Linked DNA regions of Mus musculus: all the other regions are linked to region 2. Evidence: chromatin contacts called from public HiChIP or PLAC-seq and promoter capture Hi-C data. All regions are on one chromosome and are shown on one strand. The core of a region is the stretch at or near the end of the contact, and the rest is flanking DNA. Distances in the headings are between cores, read along the strand shown.

Region 1 (4,574 bases), core at 1,009-3,508, 290 kb before region 2:
GGACAGCAAGTGAAATAGCTAGCTCTCAGGATTTGGCCAGCATCCCAGCTTTCCTGGGTCCTCAGACAGCAGGAAACAGTTTAAAGAGAACAGCGCCCTCACTTCCAGCCTCACATCACTCCTTCCTGTTGCTTCACCTTTAATATTAAAAGGAGGAACGCTGTGAATTGGGTTCTCTGCCAGAGTGCTGCTCAGCAACTCAGCGGCAGCACATTTCCATGGTCAATGCAAGTTACACACTTCCTCTATGCAGCAGGCACATCCTTTAAAAGACCCTGGCCACCCAGATCTAGCTCTGTCTGTGTCTGCCCTGTCTGTTTTGTTCTGTCGCCTGGTCTCTTGTCTCTCTCGTGTCCCCACTCCGAGAAGGCATTTTGCTCGTCCTCCCCAGTAAGGCCCTCAGGCAATCTGTTCTGCAGCATGAATCCTCAGCACACCTTGGCCCCACACTTAATGGGTATTCCTGACACTTAAGGCTAATAGTGTTGGTGTTGTGCTCAGACTGTAAAAACCCCAAAGAGGCCACCAGGAATCACAACCTGCTGTAATCCCATGAGGGTCTTTATTCAAGCTCAAGCTCGGGCCACCAACCTTCCTGATGGAACAGGAAGGAGAGTAAACCCCCAGGTCTAAGCAAAGGGGGGTTATAAAGAAAAAAAACCGCAAGCGGGGTCTCCAAGCCTTGGCATTACACGAGGGGTAAAGGAATGCTGTCCTTCAAACCTGATAGCATTGGTTCAGACAGTGGGGCAGAGCCGCGCAGCTGGAAAGGGACCTTTGTGATCTGGGAAAAGAAACTTGTGCTATCAGAAGTTGGTGTATTTCTACAAACGTCACAGCTGTCTGGGGACACTTAATTGTCTCTTTTCCATAGTCCCAGAGTGGGCTTTTATCATTTCAAGGATATTAGCCTCTGCTTCCTTCAAGGGCAGGACCCTTCTGCACAGGAGAAATGTTGGTTGTTAATCAAAAGGGGGTGTGCATTTCAGTGATGTGGAGGCTAGACTATGCTGCTTTTCGTCTGTTCCCAAGGCTGGAATTTGCCCCCCTCCCCCCGCCCGAGAGTCATCAGGGGGAGGGAGTGTTAACTGTTCTGGCTCCTCGAAGAGTCAGGAGAGTGTAAGATCTGATATGCAGGTTTCCCTTGTCTCTTAATTGGAAATAATAAATTCAAAAGACCTTTGTAAACCAAGCAGTTTTTAATATTCAATTCTGCAGAAAGCAACATAAGCACTGAGAAAAGCCAAACACTGCTGCTGTACTGATTTGAAGAAAGATGATGGCTTTTCCCCTGATACCATGAAAGTCCAGCTCCCTTCCTGTAGGCCAGGGCTTGCACCCTTCCCAAATTCTTCATCCTGTTGGTTTATGGCAAGAGCTTTATCCATAATTTAGGACTTGAGAGTGTCCCTTTCTCTGATATAGTGTTCAATAGGCTACCAGTAGATCTCCAACTCTTCTGAGCTGTGAGAAGCTGGGTGAACCACCAGCTAGTAGAAAAGATACCTCCTTGCCTTGGGCTTTTCTGTAACTCTGACGAACTTAAGAGCACATCACACTGCAAACTGTAACAATCTGTTTTTTTTTGTTGTTGTTGTTTTTTGTTTTTTTTTTTTTACACAAAGATCTTCTCTCTCTCCTTCCCAGGACCAGAGCTTTTGTTTCCCTCACACCTTGAGAAAGCATGCTCACCCACCCAACTTAGGGCAACTGTAGATCAGATAGTCTGCCAAGCCAGCGCCGCCAGAGGGCGCCTGAGGTCAGCCTATGGCGGGGCGTGAGGCAGCGGAGCCGGAGCGGGGCCTAGGACTGGACTGGTGCCCTCAGGAGGTGGGGCGAGGGAGGGAAGAGGTGGGACTTGGGTAGAAGGGCGGGACCAGGCCTGAAGGAAAAAGGCCCCAGGGACCGCGAAGAGAGGCGGGTGGGCGGGGCCTGAGAAGGGGGCGGGGCGCAGGGGCGGGGCCGAGTCTGTAGTTGAGCGCCTCTGGCACATGCAGGAGTTTAAAGGCGCTAAGACTCCGGGGCCAGGCATGAGGTTGAAGCGGAAACGCGGCGGTTCCACCTTTCCCCTAGCCACAAAGCCCTCTTTCCTCACTTCCGGCTTCTCTTCCAATTCTGGTGGTCTAAGATCCTCTGAAGGGCTCCCCGCCACACGTCGGCCAGCGCCCCACCCTCAGGATGTGTTACCTAGTGCGCGGTCACCGCCGCCGTCACAGGCAGCCTCAACCCCGCCCCGGCCTGCCCGCAGCCCTCTGGCCTTCTTCCCCCGCACCTGCCCGCACGCTCCCGGGGCCCGCAGGTGCGGAAGACCACGAAATTCCACGCCCCGCGGAGAGGAGACCCACCAGATCCCGAGACAAGAAAGGGAGACGCGGTCGGGCAGCGCTCCGGGGCAGATGTGTCAGGTGCGTGCGACCCCTGGCTGCACGGCTTCTAGGGACCGGAGTCCTCCGAAGGGACGGGCTTCTCTCCAGCGCTCTGGGGAACCCAATGTCCCCCATGAGGACAGAGGTGCGCACCACCCAGTTTAACTGCCTGAGAAACAGAATTGCAGAGCCTTGAGAGGAAGGGCTCTTGACCTGTTAATGACGAGTCTCCCTGCTTAGAAAGGCCCCCGCGCTAGAAGTTACCTGATTGTTCTTGAATATTGTTACATTTGAGGTGAGACATGAATTGTTTCACAATGTGTTCATCTTCCACTCTGCAGGTTTGCTTCAGTTTATCTCCACAGGTTTGACAGCATCCACAGACCCTCACAGCCAGTAAGAAAATAAGCCTCTGGTTTTTGTGCATCGATGAGTTGAATTTTGCCAGCAGAAACTGTTTCCTGTCCGGTCTAACCAAGGCAGTTTACAAGTCCAAATTTTCATTTTTATCTATTTACTTATCTCCAGACTAACATTTTAGGCAAGAAGCATGGAGGTAATTCACGGCAGGCCCCACTGCTGCAGGAACCTTGAAGGAGCTGACATTCTGTCAAACACCTTTTACTCTAACGGACTGCACACCCCGTACGAAACAACTATTCGGCCAACTGCTTCACAAGCCAGGTAAAACAAAAGTTAGAAAAACGCAGGAGAAAGATGTCGTTGCATTCGTGACTTTTTCTATAACACACACACACGTGAGCACTCCCATATATCACATGAAGGAGAAGGCAAAGCATGAGTAAACTACATGGTTAATCTGTTAAAACTGGAAAAGGGCTGTAGGCTATAACAAGGGAGGCATATTCTTCCACTGCATTCTACAAGTGTGTGTGTGTGTGTGTGTGTGTGTTTTGCTAGGGACTGAGTCCAGACCATGCCTGCAAGGCAAACACTACCACCAACCTACCTTTCCAGCCCTGTTCTAGAACCCTAGGATGGCCCCTTCCTTCACTTGGAGAGTGTTTTAATAGAGCACTACGGTACTAACAGCCTGCCCACCAACACCTTCTGCCAAGAAAGAATCCCAGAGTTGGTGGCAAACATGATGCTGTGTTTTGTTGTAGACCTTTCGCTCCTCATGACAGCCATGAATAGAGTAGAACTGTTACCCTCTTTCACCTGTGATATATGTAGGGTACAGACACATATTTCGCCAAACTCTGTCTCAGCTACACCCCCAACCCTGTGATTTACTTGATTTTTAGAGGAAGAATAAGGCTCTGTTTCTAAGTACCTTGTGTAGGTGTGTTCTTCTAATTTCACACGGCCAAACCCCTAATAATTCTTTGTAGACGAGGATAGGTAGATAGATGTCTCAGCTGGCACAGTGCTGATCACACAAGCCTGAAGATGTGAATTTGATCCCTAGTAAAATAGGAAGCATTAAAAGGGACATAAAAAGCAAGTGAAGGTGGCATGAACCTGTCACCCCAGTGCTGGGGAGGCAGAGACAGGAGGAGCCCTGGAATCCCTGGGGCTCAATAACTAGCTAGTCTAGTAAAATCTGTAAACCCCAAGTTCAGTGAGAGACCCACTCTCAAAAAGTGAAGTGCGGTCAAGGAAGATGTTTAATGTCAACTTCTGGCTTCACAATCTGCGTAGAAACACATACAACAAACTTTTTTCTTTATTCTTAGGGAATTAAGACAGAAAGCCACCTTATCTCAGTTTAAACACTTCCAAAGTAGGGCTGGAAAGATACTTCATCTGTTAAGAGCACTTGCTGTTCTTCCTACGGACACAAGTTTGGTTCTCAAGATGTGAGTCTGGCTCCCATATCCTACATTAGGCAGCTTGCAACCACCAGTAATTCCAGTTCCTGAAGATGCAGTGCCCTCTCCTGGCCTCCTAGGGCAACTGCACACACGTGTACCATACATACAGTCATGCATATACACACACTCATAAAACAAAAACCTTCCACACAGCCAATCCATTCTGCTTTTGTCTGTTCTTGATTGTTGATCATTTTCTTTGTGGTGTTTCTAAAAAGACTTTTTCTTTCTTGTAACTTCTACCTGTTTTTTCTGGCTTTTCAGTCTGAAACCTGTGAAATGATAAGTAATTATTACCAGGCCTGGAGCTCTTCAAGGGTCTCCCTCAGGGTCTGAGCACCAATACTGGTTCTCCAAGAGACTGCTCTTA
Region 2 (4,841 bases), core at 2,302-4,801:
GAAGCCCCCAGTGCCTTCAGGAGGCAGGAGGGTGGCAGCTGAGGTATTTTCTGGCTCAGGAGTCTCAGCTCACATGTCACTTGGAGACGTATTTGATGTGGGGTCTGCAGATGAGGGATTCGTTTCCTGCCTCATTGTATAAATTAAGATGGCTGCTGCAGCCGTGGCTGGCTCTCCTGGGAGCCATCTTTGACTTGCTCTTCTCTTTCAGTTTTGGAGATCACTTTGAGTGGAACAAAGTAACCTCCTGCATCCACAACATCTTGAGCGGACAGCGATGGATCGAGCACTATGGCGAAATTGACATCAAGAACCTGAATGACGACTCCTGCCACTGCAAAGTGAACTTCATAAAGGTACCTTGAGTGAGCGCGCTCTGATGCTGGCGGGCTGAGGCAGTGCCATGTGCCCAGGGCACGGGATGCCTCCCACTCTGTCACCTGCCTCGCCTACCATCTGCCCCGAGGGCAGAGCCTGGGAGACTCTTGGGACCATGACACAGATACATGACGACATTACGCTAAGTGGATAACCGAGACATGAAAGGGTGTATTCTTTATGATTCTGATGATGTGAAAACCCAGAAGAGCCAAATTCATAGAGAAAGAGAACAGAGGGGTGGGGGTATCAGGGGCCAGGTGGAGGGAAGGATAGGAAGTCTGTGTGTCATGGGTTTGGAGTTTCTGTTTGGGAAGGTGGAAGAGTTCTAGAAACAGATAGTAGTGACAGTTGTAGAACATTGTAGATGCACTTCATATTGTTGAGCTGTGTTTTTAAGAACAGTTAAAATGAAGCCAGGCTTGGTGGCGTGTACCCGCAACTCCAGCATTTAAGAGGTTGAGGCTGGAGAATTGGGAGTCAGAGAACAGTCCGGGCTATATCATGAGACTCTGTCATGGAAGAAAGAATTAGGTGAGGGGACAGTTGTGCTTGTAAGCTTTACCACAGGAAAAGACATGACCAGCTGTCCCATAACAGAGCTTTTCCCTCTGTAGCGGTAAAATGGGATAGACCGCTCTGTGCTCCAGGGGGGTCGCGCACTTCCAGCCACCTGCCCAGGAGCTCTTTGGATCCTAGAATAAAAGACACACACACACACACACACACACACACACACACGCACGCACGCACGCACGCACGCACACACACACACACACACACACACACACACACACACATTAGCTTAATTTTTAAATGCCTTGGCTAACTCAAAGGCTGGACAGTTCTAATCCTCTGCCCAGCTATCATAGATTTACCTCCAATACTTCTGACTCAACGCCCTCTAAATCTGTGATCTATCTTTGCTGCCCTGTTCCTTCTGGGTGGCCCCCTGGTCTTTTCTGCCCAAGACACTTCTGGGCAGCCCTTCTGGGGGGGGGGTGCACATTCCTTCTTACCTACATTTCGGATGATTTTCCTTCTGCAGCTCTAAATCGGATCTGTCTCCCTCCAAAACCTGGCGCTTCTCCTCTCCTCTCTTCCAGTTCCTAGCCTGTGCAATCTAAAAGTTCTGCCCCTCTCTCTCCACCCAGCCATTGGCCGTTGGCTTTTTATTGATCAATCAGAAAGCAATTGGGGACAAAGACCTTTAGCATTTGGACAGGCAGATTCCCTGATTAATTCAAAACATTCAAACCAATCCCCAACATCCCTTCTCTCTTTTTAAGTAGAAGTCTGCATCTTTTCAGTAGCCTGCAAGGCTCTGCACCATCAGCACTGCCCACTTTCAACCCTGTAATGCACGCACATACCAGGGCCTTCACATGCGTGAGGCACATGCATGAGGCACGTGCACACACACCCTCATTCCTTCCCAGCTCCTGCTGCCCTCTCACCACTGTCTGCCTCCTCAGCCACCAACCACATTGGCCCCTCTTGCCTCACTTCCCCCTCCCCAGCCTCCTCTTCTGATGTCACCACCTCACTCTGTCTTCAACTCTCATGATCAAATTTTCTTCAAGATATTTGTTAGCACTGGAGTTAGTTAGCTTACTCGTTATTTCTTTACCTGTCTGTCTCTGTCCCTGTCTGTCTGTCTGTCTGTCTGTCTCTCTGTCTCTCTGCTCCACACCCGTAGTTTCACAACAGTGAAAGTCTGCTTGTTCCTGTTCATCCTCCAGCCCTGACTGCCACTTGATTCAAAGCACAGAGGCTCGGAACCTTACAGATAAATGGAAAGGCCACAGATGCAAGAACATACGTAGGGTCTCTCTCCAACCTCTTGGATTTTCGCCCCACCCCTTTCTCTCCTAGAGTCTTCTTTCTTTTAAAGCTTTCTTGTATATGAAGTTGCTTGAGAGCAAAAACCCTTGTCAAAGATGCTTGTACCTGACTGCGATCAAAATCCTGAGTCTGACTTCACCGGATCCTCTGCACCACCTGTAACCCACAGGGTGCATTTGTGAGGTTGGCTGGGTTTTTTATGATAATTTATAAGTCAAATGAGGTTGCAGACAGGCATAAAACCAGCAATGACAGTACTTCGTAGAAAATTTCAAAGTACAAAAATACTTGGAAAACTTTGCCTACGTGTTTTTCAGAAAGAAGCCAAAGGCAACCTGGGGCATGAATGTGTCCCTCTAGTCCAGGAAGAATAGCTGTCCACATCGGCTCAAGGGAGTGTGCTCACTTCCTTAGCTACCGTCTACTCCGGGACCAGAGAAAGAATGCGTTAATGTGTTTGAGTCCAGGTTTGCCTCCAACCCAGAGCAGTCCTCCTGCATCCATCCTCAGATACTGAGAGTACTAGTGTGCACCATCATGCCCCATTCTACAGGAAAGAGGTTTGGTTTTGGAGATGAGCATCAGACATTGAAATAATTCAGCCACAGATGCCAGACACGTTTGGGGACATGGCTGTCTCCTCTGTGACTTCCCATCTAGCCGTCAACATTTGATTTGTTGATAAATATCGTAAATGGAAAAATCTGAGCCCTACTTCCCAATAAAGGTCTGGCTCCTTTCTTCCCTGTCACTTTTACATGGCTGCAGCACTCACTTTGTAATTTCCCCGTTCACATCTCCAGGCTGATGTGTCCCACCTCTCTTTGCATTTTACCAAAGCCTGGAACTGGCAGAAAACGACCTGGAAATGTTACTCAGATTTCCCGCTTTCCAAATATGGCTGTTGTTTCCACTGGGAATAGTGCTGGGGCTTTTGATTTATGGAGGAATGAATGCCTTCTGTCCATGAGGAATTTTAAGGGTGGCCAGGCAGTTGGAGATTTCTGAAGCATCACCTTTAGGGAGTTAGTGCTCCCTCTGCTGGCTGCCGAGTGGTACTGCATAAACAAGGCTGAACTGAGCTATGGGCCTGGGAGATGGGATGAGCCAGGACTGAGGCAAAATAAGCCACAAGCCAGGCTGCCTCACAGACCACCATTGATAGATACTGAGGAAGTAGCTTGTACAAGGGCCCTGCTGCTGGACTGGGCCTAGAATGGAGGAAGTAGTACAAACTGCGATTTTATGCAACCTCTTTAACTGGTCTGCAAATGACTGTTTTCTTCAAGTAAAAAGAATTATGAGTTAATTTTAAATTGCAGAAGTGAAAGCTCCCAGGCATTAGTCACAGTGACATGGTGGAGCAGCACCTAATGCACTGGCCAGATAGCACTTGCAATGTACTCGATACTTGGCAGAATCTAAGAACTGAGTTTTGTGTTCCTGTGTCACGTGAAACAAAAGTAGAAAAAGTCCATCACCTCTGCAAATGTGCGTTACTGGGTTACAAGCTGCAAATAGGAAGTTAACTGCAGTTTACATTGGGTAGCAGAAGTTTTGTTCTGGTTTGGTTTGGCTGGTTGGTTTGGTTTTGTTTAAATCCAGAGCCTAGCTAGGCTGTGGGAGGAAGCTAGAAAGCGGAGAAATAAAGCCACATGTTTATATTTAATTGATTTCAAAAAGAATCCGAGTAACGCATGGTGAGAAAGGGCAGTTTCTTCAAGAATTCTGTTGGGACAACTGGATTTCCACATGCAAAAAAGGAAATATTTGTAATCTGATAAGAACAAAGCATAAAATGGAACTCAGTTGCAAGGAAACAGTGGGTGAATGGAGTGTATGGACGTGCACCCCAGTCACACCAACCCTGGGGACTCAGGAGAGTAAGGCAGGAGGACATTGTAAGTGCTGTATGGCAAGATCCCATCTCAGAGAAGATGCTACGGAAAGTGCAGCAAGCCGGGCTTGAGGTTAGAAGCTTTGGTTGCAGGCCTTCAGGATCTGAACTTGGCATCCAGAACCCACGTGGTAGGAGAGAAGTGACCCCTGAAAGTTACCTTCTGACCTCCATGTGTGTGCTGTCACACACACACACACACACACACACACACACACAGACACACACACACACACACCACTGTTTTCAACAAAGGCAAATAGAGCTAGAAGCACAGCTAGGTGGCAGTGAGCCTGCCTCCCAGAAAAGGGGGAACAAAAGTACCTTTAAAATCATCCCTAAAAGCGAACAGCCAACAGCTGAGTGGACGTTCAGTATCACTCGTCATGTCATTCAGGAAATACCAAGTAAAACCATTGCTTAGAACAGCTGGCACCAAAATGCTGAGAGGAACTGAAGAGATGGGAGCCCCTGCACACTGCCACGGGATGGGCGTTAACATGGCCTTCAGGGAGGATGGAGGTCCTCAAAACACTAAGCTTCTCTGAGTAGACAGCCAAAGGACATGAAGACCCAAAGAGCCATCTGCACTCCTGAGTTCATGGAACCGCTGTTCACCGGAGCAAAGGGATCAGCCTCGGGGCCATCAACACTTAGATACGGCATCGAGGCAGAATGGAATACGGCTCAGACGTAAAAACAATGAAGTCCTGTCATTTGC
Region 3 (5,113 bases), core at 2,124-4,623, 460 kb after region 2:
AATCAGCCTGTCTTTGTAAATTCTTTCATCAGAACACAGCTAGACATGTTTATGCATGTACTCTTGAAGAGAGCTTTTACATTACAAAGGCAGACTGGATAACAGCCAGAATTGGCATGGCCCTCAAAGCTACAAATATTTATCAATTGGCCCTTTGTAGAAAATGTTGTCCAGCTAATAGGTAGAATTTATTTCATTGATTGTTGGTTTAGGTGAGGCAGGAACTTAACTTTATCTGCTTAATTGACATAAAACCATTCAGAAGATGGCCCCTCTCTCTCCTACTTACTGGTTTGGACCACACAACCATTTCCCTTGTGTCTATGGCCTTGCTTGGGCTCTACTCTGTGACATGGATCTCTTCTCTTTCCTGTGTTAGCAGATCCATGTACATTTCTGTATCTGTGTTTAATTTAAGCTTTTATCTTTCAGAAGGCAGGTTCTGACTTGTTCTTTTTCAAAACTGTTCTTAAATATTTCTTAAAATTTCTTACTTTCTCTTTCATATACTTTTTAGAATCTGCTCATAAAAACCTAATTGGGGTCTGAAATAAAAAAATCCATTGACTTTGATCTAAGAGACAATAGAAGTCTTTATAATATTTAGTACAGTGATCATTTCCTAACATAGTAAATATTATGTTTTTACTTTTGCTACTGGATGATAATGGGTTTTATCCTAAATAATATAGGGAAAAGTAGGTATTTTCACTTACTGTTATTTTTCCCACTTTTTCCCTGAAAAAAAAAGTGAAAACAGCAGTTTGACTGCATCCAACCAGGTCCTGCACTGCTCTTGCTTCAAAAGAACAACTCTGACCCTTGTTTATTGAAAGACATGGACTCCTAACAGGAGGGTTTCGGCAAACATCCTTTGTATGGTCTCAACATTGATGTGCTATCATTTCCTGCTGTATAAGTTAGTTTTCCTTCAGCTGCGCCCTGTGTGCACACATAGAAGCAATCTATGCACATAGACAAGCCCCACTAGAGAGGGAACAATTTTATTAAGTAGGCTAGAGATCATTCTTGTAATATTTGGTGAAGGCTGTGGCTGTCTTCTGGCCTTGCCCTAAGAACTTGCCTGAGGCTAAATTAAAAGTAATGAAATGGTTTCCTTGGCAGAGATTTCAAGGGAACCTAATATTGACTCAATTATGTAGTTATTAATAATTAGTCTTATACAGATTTCTCTCTCTCTCTCTCTCTCTCTCTCTCTCTCTCTGTGTGTGTGTGTGTGTGTGTGTGTGTGTGTGTGTGTGTGAATAATATACAGTTTAAAGAGAAAAAAGCACCAGGAGATTTAACGTTGGAGTCAAGGCTTGTGCTGAAAGAGATAAGGAGATTAAGAAGAAGCCTGATACACATTGGAAGAAAGGGAGGGGTGCCATTAGGGTAAGACCTCACTCTGCAAAGTTTCCAGTTTGTAAAAGAAATAAACCTAAGTAATTTTAAAGCTGCTGCAAATGTAATTCAATAGGAGCAGAGGTCACTCTGAGTTAGCAGCCATTCTTGGAAATATTATCCACATGGTTTTGGTTTTAGAATCACAAAGGACATATATGTAAAGGGGTTGTAGAATCTTCCCCAATGGTCACAGAGGGTCACTGAGGCCAGGTGTGTGTCCCTGCATGTAGGACACGAGAACATCGCATAAGGCTATGGAAGTAAAGCCCAAGTTGTGTTGGAGACCCCAAGATGTTGAACACAGCAGACCCCTGATATATCTACCAAGGAGAGCTGCAAACAGGGAGTGGAACCAGCCCAAGAAGGAGGCATGTGTTGTAGAAAAGGAAGCCAAGAATGCAGAGCCATCTAAGCTTTCTGACCTCAGACATAGAACCACAGGAGTTGGAGATTTTCTGCTCAGTTCTGGTCTTTCTCACATCTAGTATTTCCCCATTTTTTAAAAATAGTATTTTATCTTCTGTGCCATTGTATGTTTGAAGGATGTAACTTTTCTTTTCTTTTATGGGGCTTACAATTAAGAGATTGCCTTGAGTCTCAGAAAAGACTGGACTCTAGTACTGTGAAAGACCACAGGGACTTTTGAAGTTGCCTGTGACCACAAGCTTATGGTAGACTGGAAAGGATTCAGTGTGACATTGCTAAAGGAGGCCACTAGGTGAACCTTTAACGTTTCAGAAGACTCACACATCTTGAAGCAATCTCTGCTTTCAGCTTGATATCCCAGATACGAGCTCTCAACTATTCCTGCCACCAAACCTTCACTCTGCCATCATGGAATATAATACTTTGGAACTCTGAGTTCAGTTACACACTTTTATAGGCTGCCTTGATCACGGTGTTCCATCACAGCAACAGAAAACTGACTAATAAATTCCCAGCATAAATTTCCACCCACCTGAGACAGACTCATAACCCACTTCATCTTCTTCTGTTCATCTTTATAAAACCAACTCTCATCTGGCTTTCCTTAGGAAAAGTCACACCTATTGAGCTATTATACTGTTATATCTAGCTAGCTATTATAATGCTCAGCAATGATGAAGACTGATCCTCTCATCCTCTAATATATACACACGTACACGCACACGCACACACACACAACACATAATGTGTGTGTGTGTGTGTGTGTGCGCGCGCGAGCACGTGTGTGTATTCTGCATTTTAATAGGCCATATGCTGTTGGACTATGGAACTTTAATGAAGAAAGTTTGAAGAGAAAGGGTTTTATCACTTGCCCAATCCTTGCTGTGTTATTCATTGTACATCATTGCTACCAGTGATAGATAATAGGTCATACGGAGAAATGGCCTGGAAGTGAATAAACAAGCCTGAGACTCTGTTCTTAGGGAAGCACTTAACCTTGCTGGCCTGGGCTTCCTGACCTCCTTGGTGATGTTTCCGTTTGCAAGGTGATTGGAAGGATGTTACTAAAAATAATACCTCAGTATTACTAAAAAATAGCAAGTTGGTTCAAAGTTTATTACAAGGCAAAATTTGTAGTTGGAGGTAGTCCAAGGGTGATGTCATGAACTTGTTACCTCTTGGGCCTCACACTCAAAGCAATCAATGTCTAAGGAATACCCCTGAGACCTGTGAATGGCAGGCCAGAGCTTAGCTCTGTAGTAAGCTGACATCAGTCAGTGGCTCTGCTCTGGACACACAACGGTTGATGTTTTACTTTGCATTGTCCTGAGATATAAAACAGAAATACCTCCCACTGCATTTCTCCTTTTAGCATAGTGCCCTTTGCCCTGGTATTTAATGGTTCTGGGGAGGGGAACCAGGAAGGTAAGAAAAGGAGTCATTGCCAAAGGGGCATCAAGCAGGAAAACTGAGGGCCCTTTCCAAAACCGAGAGTAAGATGACAAAGAGGTCAGACTATGTGTCATGGGCTGCTGCTCTGGGATTCTTGCTCAATGTGTAGTGAAGGGAAAGGGAAGTAAATATACAGCAAAGGGGCATGAAGTATGTCCTTCCTAAATCTCAGCATCCAAAAGGACAGTGGCACTGTCGAATGTGTAAGTGCAAGAAGAGGTCTGTGATTCCCTTTTCTTCTTTGTGCTCTGACTATGTCAGCTAGGGCTATCTGGGCTGCCAGTTGAATGGATCTTATAACCAGGAGTCATTAGGTAGGCAGATAGCCACACTAAAGGCTCATTAGATAAGGCCCACCAAGCTTAAGCTACCCCAAAAGAGAGACAATGAGTTGCTGTTGACAAGAACCATTAATCCACTATTCAGAGGTCACTGTCCATGCTGAGGACCAGCCTCAGCTTGTCAGAAGTCCTGAGGAAGGGGTCTTTGGGAGCGGCAGGCGAATGACTTAGATTTAGTGATGGAGGTAAGCTGTCAGCTCTATGTTCTGGTTGAGATAGCTCTCTGCTTAAGATAGCTCTATCTTGCAGACCAAAGCACAGTCTTTTATTTTGCATAAGCTACTTCCTTAGGAATTGCCTATTAATTCAATCATTTACCCCAGCTCCCTTTAGATTATCCCACAAATCAATATTTTATGACCTTAGCCCCTTGACTCTAAAGACAAAGCCACATGGCCAAAGCTGCTGAGTTCTGGTGCTTGCTGGATCTGGGACATGTTCCCATTGTTCTATTGCATTATCACCAGGTTTATGTTTTCCAACTCCTTCACTGCCTAAGCTTGGGTGTCCTGGAACTTGCTTTTACACAGACTTTCTTGAATTCAAAGATCTGCATGGTTCTGCCTCCTGAATTCTGGGATTAAAGGCATGTACCACCAGGCCTGGACCTAAGCTTTTCTTCACCTACAACTTGCTCTGTCCCAGGTTGGTCTTAAACTCAGAGATCTGCTTGCCGTTGACTCCTGAAATTAAAGGTGTGTACTACCATGCCCGGGCCTAAGCTTATCATGGCCACTATTCTTCAAGATCTTGATCACAACTGTGCCCTCTATTTCTGGATTGTAGTTTATTCAAAATTAAAAATCCAAACCATTTCTTGTTCAACTACAAACACAAACAATAAGCTTAGCCTGATGGGATCTTGCCCTGATCTAAATCTCTTTGTCCTTTTCTCACTATCTTTCTGACAAAGCTGGCTTATTAGTGTAGCTGTCTTTGTTCTTTTAGATCCATGAAGCAATTAATATTGCATCCTTAGTTTTTGCATAGTTGAGAAATCCTTTAAAGAACAGTTCTCACACTGATTTATGTATTCTTGAACTTGTATTTTTAGAGTTCTTTCCCACAGCCTTAAAGGCTGTCCTGAAGGTCACAGTCACCATTTTGCTGAGGAAAACTAGACATTTTCTCACTTCCTGGAACAGTGCTGTTTCTGATTATCATGGAGTCATTAAACTTGGCAGGGAGAACATTCCCTGAAAGAGGAAAATAAAGTAAAATATATCCATTATTACACAACTAAGCCTTATACCTACAGCAACAATCAACACTAGAGAAGATCCACGCTCTTCTCCATGCTAGGCCTGGAAGTCCAGGCATCATTGAAAAGAAATTCCAGCTTCACTGGGTTCAAGAAGTTTCTGGAGAAGAACAGCATATAAAGTCAGGCTCATCACCCTCACACCAGGCTGCTAGTTGCCCTTGGATATCTCAGGAAGAGTAAAAGAAATCTTTGGGGCAAAGAAAAAGCTCAGTTAGGACTTCCC

The links. Promoter capture Hi-C pulls out the DNA fragments that hold promoters and counts their contacts. HiChIP or PLAC-seq counts read pairs in DNA pulled down with a chosen protein or histone mark.
Region 1: a contact with region 2 is called in a promoter capture Hi-C map of pre-B cells, with 2.9 times the contacts expected there. The contact joins the promoter of 4921507P07Rik here to the enhancer-like site in region 2. A contact is called at or near these places in 6 of 39 promoter capture datasets (3T3-L1-derived adipocytes, hippocampal neurons, liver and 2 more), 1 of 15 datasets of contacts at CTCF or cohesin (embryonic stem cells), 7 of 484 Hi-C or Micro-C datasets (the N1E-115 cell line, bone marrow-derived macrophages, cerebral cortex and 4 more), 10 of 115 datasets of contacts at active chromatin or transcription factors (acute myeloid leukemia, bone marrow-derived macrophages, embryonic limb bud and 4 more) and 2 of 9 other capture datasets (embryonic stem cells and liver).
Region 3: a contact with region 2 is called in an H3K4me3 HiChIP or PLAC-seq map of bone marrow-derived macrophages, with 4 times the contacts expected there. The contact joins two enhancer-like sites. A contact is called at or near these places in 2 of 484 Hi-C or Micro-C datasets (bone marrow-derived macrophages and liver), 1 of 115 datasets of contacts at active chromatin or transcription factors (bone marrow-derived macrophages) and 1 of 9 other capture datasets (embryonic stem cells).

What each region holds. Positions count from the first base shown.
Region 1 is chr6:50,594,274-50,598,847 of GRCm38.p6, reverse strand. It overlaps 4921507P07Rik (RIKEN cDNA 4921507P07 gene), which reads left to right and starts at 2,258. Exons shown (of 10, transcript NM_027564.3): 1 at 2,258-2,405; 2 at 2,895-3,050. The coding sequence starts at 2,917. It overlaps 5430402O13Rik (RIKEN cDNA 5430402O13 gene), which reads right to left. Exons shown (of 3, transcript NR_027892.1): 3 at 3,983-4,476.
Region 2 is chr6:50,303,806-50,308,646 of GRCm38.p6, reverse strand. It overlaps Osbpl3 (oxysterol binding protein-like 3), which reads left to right. Exons shown (of 24, transcript NM_001347213.1): 20 at 212-356. Among named protein-coding and RNA genes, the nearest start is that of Gsdme, 44 kb to the right of the region's middle. Within about 2 kb of position 3,551, at least 97 of the 459 cell types and tissues checked have an H3K27ac peak or open chromatin away from gene starts, as enhancers often do. A contact at or near this core is called in acute myeloid leukemia, bone marrow-derived macrophages, cerebral cortex and 2 more, where this site is marked.
Region 3 is chr6:49,841,106-49,846,218 of GRCm38.p6, reverse strand. No RefSeq gene overlaps it. Among named protein-coding and RNA genes, the nearest start is that of Npy, 21 kb to the right of the region's middle. Within about 2 kb of position 3,373, at least 3 of the 459 cell types and tissues checked have an H3K27ac peak or open chromatin away from gene starts, as enhancers often do. A contact at or near this core is called in bone marrow-derived macrophages, where this site is marked.